Linked DNA regions of Hordeum vulgare: region 2 is linked to region 1. The links are chromatin contacts, called in public Hi-C maps. All regions are on one chromosome and are shown on one strand. Each heading gives the region's core, a stretch centred on a gene start, on an enhancer-like site or on the middle of the called end of the contact. The rest is flanking DNA. Distances are from core to core; before and after follow the strand shown. Region 1 holds the start of LOC123407273 (protein transport protein SEC16A homolog). Region 2 holds the start of LOC123410889 (tyrosine-protein kinase JAK2-like).

Region 1 (3,315 bases), core at 367-2,866:
GGGCTTCTTGGCACTCTCTGAATGCAATCATGATATTACGACACCCGTCAATAAAGTCTTTAACTAGATATTCCATATTTATACAATCAATAAATTTCAATGAATACCATCGCTGTTATAGAAAGGATTATATTGGTTTTGACACATCAAGGGTTGATTGTTTTCGGGGAAAAAAGGTTGGACGGTAGAGTGTTTGCGAGTTAGCATTTTAAGCCGCATAATATTTCTATTTCTGTATAAATGGCCGTGCGCGCGCTTACACATAGAATAAAAATAATATTAAGGTGCATATTTTTTATATTATAATTGACAATAAAAGATAATTTTACTTTGATGTATACGTTTCGTTTCATGTGCTACTTTTGACTTACTCTAACAGACAATTGACTATGTCATCCAACTCCTGTCTTCCTAGACTTTCCTGACCCATTGGGCTAGATCGTCATTAACCGAGGTGTGCATGATACTCAGTAACGTCTTGGCTAGTGTGTATCTACCATGTCATCGCTAGCCAGCGCTCATCTCTTTCCTCCATCCACTAAATAACAAATGTGTATACATGTCATGTCGGTGTCGGTTTAGGAAGCATTATATCCGTTTTTTCGTCGCATCAGGGGTCACGCGATCTCAAAAAATGCTCTTTCGCGCATGCAAACCGGTGCTCTAGCTCTTGGATGATTGGATCGAGGGGCGCGAGTCTCATTGTCCGTAGTACTGGCGGAAGAGCACATGAAAAATGAAGTAGGACATAGGGCTTCTTGGCACTCTCTGAATGCAATCATGATATTACGACACCCGTCAATAAAGTCTTTAACTAGATATTCCATATTTATACAATCAATAAATTTCAATGAATACCATCGCTGTTATAGAAAGGATTATATTGGTTTTGACACATCAAGGGTTGATTGTTTTCGGGGAAAAAAGGTTGGACGGTAGAGTGTTTGCGAGTTAGCATTTTAAGCCGCATAATATTTCTATTTTTTGTATAAATGGCCGTGCGCACGCTTACCGATAGAACAAAAATAATATTAAAATGCATATTTTTTATATTCTAATCACACAATAAAAGATAAATTTACTTTGATCTATACATTCATGGCTAGTGCGGATCTGCCATGTCATCGCTAGCCAGCGCTCGTCTCTTTCCTCCGTCCACTCAATAACCAACGTGTATACGTGCCATGTCGGTGTCGGTCTAGGAAGCATTATATCCGGTTTTCCGTCGCATCAGGGGTCACGGGATCTCAAAAAATGCTCTTTCGTGCATGCAAGCCGGTGCTCCAGGCGGATAGACGAAAAGCAAAAGAAGAGAATGACGGAAAAATGACACCTATCATCATCTCATGACATGAAAAAAATTAAAAGAAAAGGATGGATTGATAAACAAGCTATCTCATAACATGAAAAAAGAAGAGAAAAGGATGAATTGATAAACAAGGTTGTTGGTTGTTGTTGGCAGAAAATGGGGGCAGTGGGAACCAGAGGCAGAACAGAAGGGAGGCGAGGTGACGCGGCAGGCCGCGTCGGCGGCTGATGCGGCTGCGTCGCACGCCACGCAAGCGCGCGTGACGCGTCCGCGCCCGTCTCCCCCCTCCCGTCCCGTCCCGTCTCCTCCACGATCCAAATCCAACTCCACACAACCAAAGTCTGAGCCGAGATCCAAAATCCACTTCCTCGCCGCCCCACCGCCGACCCCGATCCCCTCCTCCTCCTCCTCCTCCTCGATCCACCGCGCCGGGCCGGGATCCAAACCCTAGCTCGCTCGCCCCTCGCTCCCTCTCCCTCTCTCTCTCCCAGGAGGGATCGGCGGCGGATGGGGTCCGACTCCGACGACGCCGACTTCTTCGACAAGCTCGTCGACGACGACGACGACGACGCCTCCCGACCTCCCCCCGCCGCAAAATCCCACGCTGCCGCCGAAGATGCCGCCGCGGCCGCCGACCTCGCGGCCCTCACCCTCGACGACGCCGACGACGGCACGGGTGGGGCCCCTGAGCCCGAGCCCCAGCCCGCGGCAGCCTCTCCCGAGCCGCAGGCAGAGGCTGAAGCCCCGGTGGCGCCCCCTCAAGCTGATGCTCTGACCGCGACCCCTGACGCTGAGGTCCTGCCCTCGCTGCCCGAGGTCGAGGCCGCGGCCCCTGACGCTGAGGTTCCGGCCGCGCTGCCCGAGGTCAAGGAGGAGGCCCCTAACGACGAGGTTCCGGCCGGGTTACCCGAGGTCAAGGCGGTGGCCGCGCCCGACCCCGAGGGCAGGTCGCCAGGGTCAGGGTCGGGCTCGGGGTCCTCCAAGGGCGTCCGCACGACCGTCAAGCAGGTGCAGTGGAGCCTCTTCGGCGCCGACATCAGCAGCGGAACCGAGCCAGATCCCTTCAGCGACCTCCTGGCCGACACCGCTGGCGACCCGTTTCTCGGAGCTGGCGACCCGTTTCTCGGAGCTGCCGTGGGAGCCCAGGTTTCAGGTTTCGGTGCCACCACCGTCGGAGCAGTGGATCACAGCTTCTACAATGGAGTGGCCAGCAGCAATGCCAGCTCGCAGCTGGGCTGGGGGGCTGGTTCCGGGGAATTCCTGGCGGATGGCCGTGTTGGTGAAGACACCTTTTTCGGGGTGCAGGGCTCGGCTGTGGGGACTGCTGGTAGCGTTGCGGCGGATGATCATAGCTTCTTCAATGGAGTGGACGGCAATGCAAGTTCGCACTCGTACATGGGTGCTGGAGCCGTGGAGTCTGCGGATCTTCAGAACACCGTTGCGCAGTCGGACTGGACCGGCGGGGCTGTGGACCCCTCCGATCCCTACCCTGGCTGGAAGTGGGACGTGGCAACAGGGCAGTGGTATCAAGTGGACACTATCGGTGCTCAAGGCTTTGCTGATAATAATGCCGGTGCTGCAGCAGCCGTTGGCGGCGAAAATGTTCAGCAGCAGCAGCACCTTGGTGTTTCGTACCTGCAGAACTCTTCACAGGCAGGGTTGGAGACCATCACGGAAGAGGCCAGCGCCGCTGCCGCGACCTGGGGCCAGGATCAGAGCAGCGCAGCGGCAGCGGAGTACCCACCAAACATGCTCTTCTACGCTGAGTACCCTGAACATTACTATGATTCCAACACTCAGCAGTGGTTCACCCTCGAGTCATATCAGCAAAGTGTCGTGCAAGCTGCAACTCCGGCGTCAGCATTAGATGCATTTGCTGGGGAAGGTCACGGTGTAGTTCATACTGGGAACACTCAGGCAAGTAGTTTTAATCAGCAGAACCAATGGCAGCATGGTTTGCTAGCCAACAGCATGCAGCCTTATACTGAGAATCAGATTAGTCAACC
Region 2 (3,315 bases), core at 596-3,095, 250 kb before region 1:
GCGCAGAACCTCGCCCCTCCCCCTCGTCTGATCACGGAGCAAGAACGTGCAGAGCACCGTCAGCAACAGCAGCGCCTGCTCGTCGCCGAGGAGGACGAGCGGCGCATGACGGAGTGGCGCCGGCGCCACCCAGAGGACGTCAACGTCGAGGACGCGTACTGGACGGAGAAGAAGGCAAGACGTCGCGCGGAGCGGCAGGATTGGCGTGTGCGCAAGTTGCTCGCTGTATCGCAGTACGGGACCATCGAAGTCGGTTTACTGTCCATCTTCACATCCGAAGATGAACGTTGGGAGGACGCGTTACGCAGTACTTTAATCTATATTTATCTACGTGCTGAACTAGTTTTATTTATCTTTGTGTTGAACTAGTTTTATCTATATGTAATATTATCTATATTATCTATGTTTTATTATCTATATGTAAAATATATTATCTATATTATTAATCTATGTTTTCATATGCGTGTTTTGGGTGTTGGAGCGCCGCACGCGCGCTAAATTTACAGCAGCTGCTGAAGCGCCGCACACGCTCTAAATATACTGCGATCGCTGGAGCCGACGCTCGCCGGCGTCCTTAAAAAACCTAACTTTTTTTTAGAAAAGGAGGATTACCCCCGGCCTCTGCATCTGGAAGATGCATGCAGCCATTTTATTAATTATTCACAAAGACTTTACAATTAGTACATCAGTTTGTCCAAAGCCACCATCTTAGCAACAACTATCGCTACTCCTAATCACTTGATCAAGGGATGCCGATAGTCCGAACCTAATACCAATCAGACATCGCACCAAAACCTAACATCTAAAGCCGGAGGCCCCAACCGAGCCACATACTGGGTTTAGGGTACAAACCGGTCCGACGCACTCTCATGTGTCGTCGCCGCCATCTTTCACCAATCCGTCTTCAGAGAAGAAACTAACACACCGACTTGCTAGACCTCTCTGCCATCGACGTCACCATGACGCAAAAGAGCTTCCACCTCCTGCACGAGTCCATCTCCACGCATCAGACACCGAGTCTCCGCTGCGCCACGCTGCCGAGATCCACCGCCATCAATGAGTAAGATGAAGCACCGCTCCACCAAAAAAGCCGCCCACTGGTCCCTCAAGCATGTGTACACCTCCAAAAATGACGTCCCCAAGAGGAAAACGACACCTGCGCGCCGCCGTCATCCGATCTACTAATGTAGGGTTTCCCCCGAAGGTAGCGGATAGAGGTCTTGAGCTTCTCCACGGCGATGCCCCCAAGAAGGTGACGACATTGAAGAGTGCCGCCATCGCCTGACTTAGCAACAAGCCAAGAACAAGGATTTCTCCCGGATCCGCTCGACGAATATCCGTCTCACATCGTGCGCACAGGCGACCACCGATCTCCGCCACCGCAGAGCAAGCTAGCCACTCAGGCCAGATCAGATCTGACGAAAGGGCCAACTACGCCTGCAGCTGACCAACCAACCAAGTCCCTCCATGACGTCGCTGATCCGAGGAGACATCGTGGCCAGATGCAGCAGTTGCATTCGCCGCCGGGAGCGATCCACCGCCGCACAGAGTCTCAGATCTCGGGACACACATCCGCGCGCCTGGATGCCCCGCGCCACCCACGCGCGCGAGAAGGAGAGGCTCCTCCGCCACCGCCATCATCCGCCCGGGCTTAGCCCGGCGGTTTCCTCCAGCGGCGGCGAAGGGGAGGGGTGGGATGGGGAGAGACCGGCGGCTAGGGTTGGAGCCCCTCGGCCGCCCGCGCGGGGCGCAGCGGAGGGGAGGGGGAAACGCGTGAGATGGGATCTAAAAATGGGGAGAATTTCACTTCCCGACCAGAATTCTAAAAAAAAAGCTATATAAATTTTTTGGGCGTGGATCTAAGCGCTTCTGTTTCTAAGAAAACAACGGTGATGTATTTTGCATCGCCTATTTTACATGATCTGTTGGAGTTGGTGATTTTTGAAGATGCTCTAAGAAAACAACCAGACAATTTAACGATGTCTTTTACTACGATCGGTCGTATTGGAGAGCCTGTTAGGTGCAATACTTAATTCTAATCTGCAAGTCCGTTCGTGAAGAGCTAATCATAGTGTGGGGGGCGTGGTTGGTGAGAGCTAATCATACTGGTCCTCCTTGCTGCGGATGGCAAGATATTTTCGTCCTCAATAATTGACTAGTTGCAGCAGTACTCTGCCCACTTGAGCACCATTTTGATTTTTGGCCGACTTGTATTTTGCCTTCCACGTACTTTCCCCTCTCTCTCCCGCAGTCCCGCGTGGACTATTGTTGTGGTTGGTTGATTGCCGGCCGCCATGATGGTGAGATTAGCTGCGAAATCTTGCTGTTGTTGGTTGCTCCATGGGTTAATTTGTTTGTTCTTTCTATGGGGATCGCAGCGAAGGATGGTGATGAAGGTGGCGCTGGAGGACAGGAGCCAGCAGCGGAAGGCGCTCAAAGCAGTCTCCACTCTACATGGTACTGCCTCTCTGCCTCTACTACTCTTCCCTGATCCAGGTTTTTCTCTCCTCTCCAGTCTTGTTCCTGAATTCGTTTCACGTAAAGGTATCGACGCGATTGCCGCGGACTTGCGGTGCGGGACGATCACGGTCGTCGGCGTCGTCGACCCCGTCGACGTCGTGGCCAAGCTGCGAAGGTTGTTTGCCAACGCTCAGATCGTCTCCGTCGGGCCGGCCAAAGAGGAGAAGAAGGACGGCGACAAGAAGGACGGCGCCGACAAGAAGAAGCCCGTACCGGTCCCGCCGGTGTACTATCCCTTTCCCTACTATCCGCCCCCTCGTCCTCGGTACGAGTTTACAGTCGGGTTCTTGAACAGCATCACAGACAATTTCTCCGAGGCGCGCATCATTGTCCGTGGTCGGCATGGAATAGTCTACAAGGTACTATATGCTTTATCCCGGGAGTGTATAATCGCTCGCAATTTCATTACTACTATGGAGCTGATAACATGGAGTGCAGGACAACGGGGTAAGATCCAATTTCTGCAATCCATCTTTGTGATTAAAGTTGTCAACAAAGCCACCCATCCCATATGTTCTGCACCACGCATAGAGAAGTTTATAAAAGGTCGCAACAGCTCCTGAACACTTAGCAATGGTGATTTAATACATACTTATGTTTTAACAGGGAGTGCTGGACAATGGGCAGTACATTGCTGTGAAGAAGCTTCACCTCATGCCGGGGCTGGACGATGAGGAATTCAAAAACGAGTTTAATAATCTTATGAGGGTCCGACATCAAAATATCATACCGTTGGTTGGTTACTGCCATCACACAAAACAGGTGCTTGTTGAGCACAATGGAAAGCATGTTTCT

Evidence for each region. A called contact is a pair of places that touch in the nucleus more often than the background predicts.
Region 2: a Hi-C map of seedling shows a contact between it and region 1, with 3 times the contacts expected there. The contact joins the promoter of LOC123410889 here to the promoter of LOC123407273 in region 1. A contact is called at or near these places in 2 of 6 Hi-C or Micro-C datasets (leaf and seedling).

What each region holds. Positions count from the first base shown.
Region 1 is chr7H:3,495,681-3,498,995 of MorexV3_pseudomolecules_assembly, reverse strand. LOC123407273 (protein transport protein SEC16A homolog) reads left to right here and starts at 1,616. Exons shown (of 13, transcript XM_045100376.1): 1 at 1,616-3,315. The coding sequence starts at 1,817.
Region 2 is chr7H:3,741,057-3,744,371 of MorexV3_pseudomolecules_assembly, reverse strand. LOC123410889 (tyrosine-protein kinase JAK2-like) reads left to right here and starts at 1,845. Exons shown (of 14, transcript XM_045103816.1): 1 at 1,845-2,300; 2 at 2,379-2,457; 3 at 2,545-2,879; 4 at 3,127-3,315. The coding sequence starts at 2,295.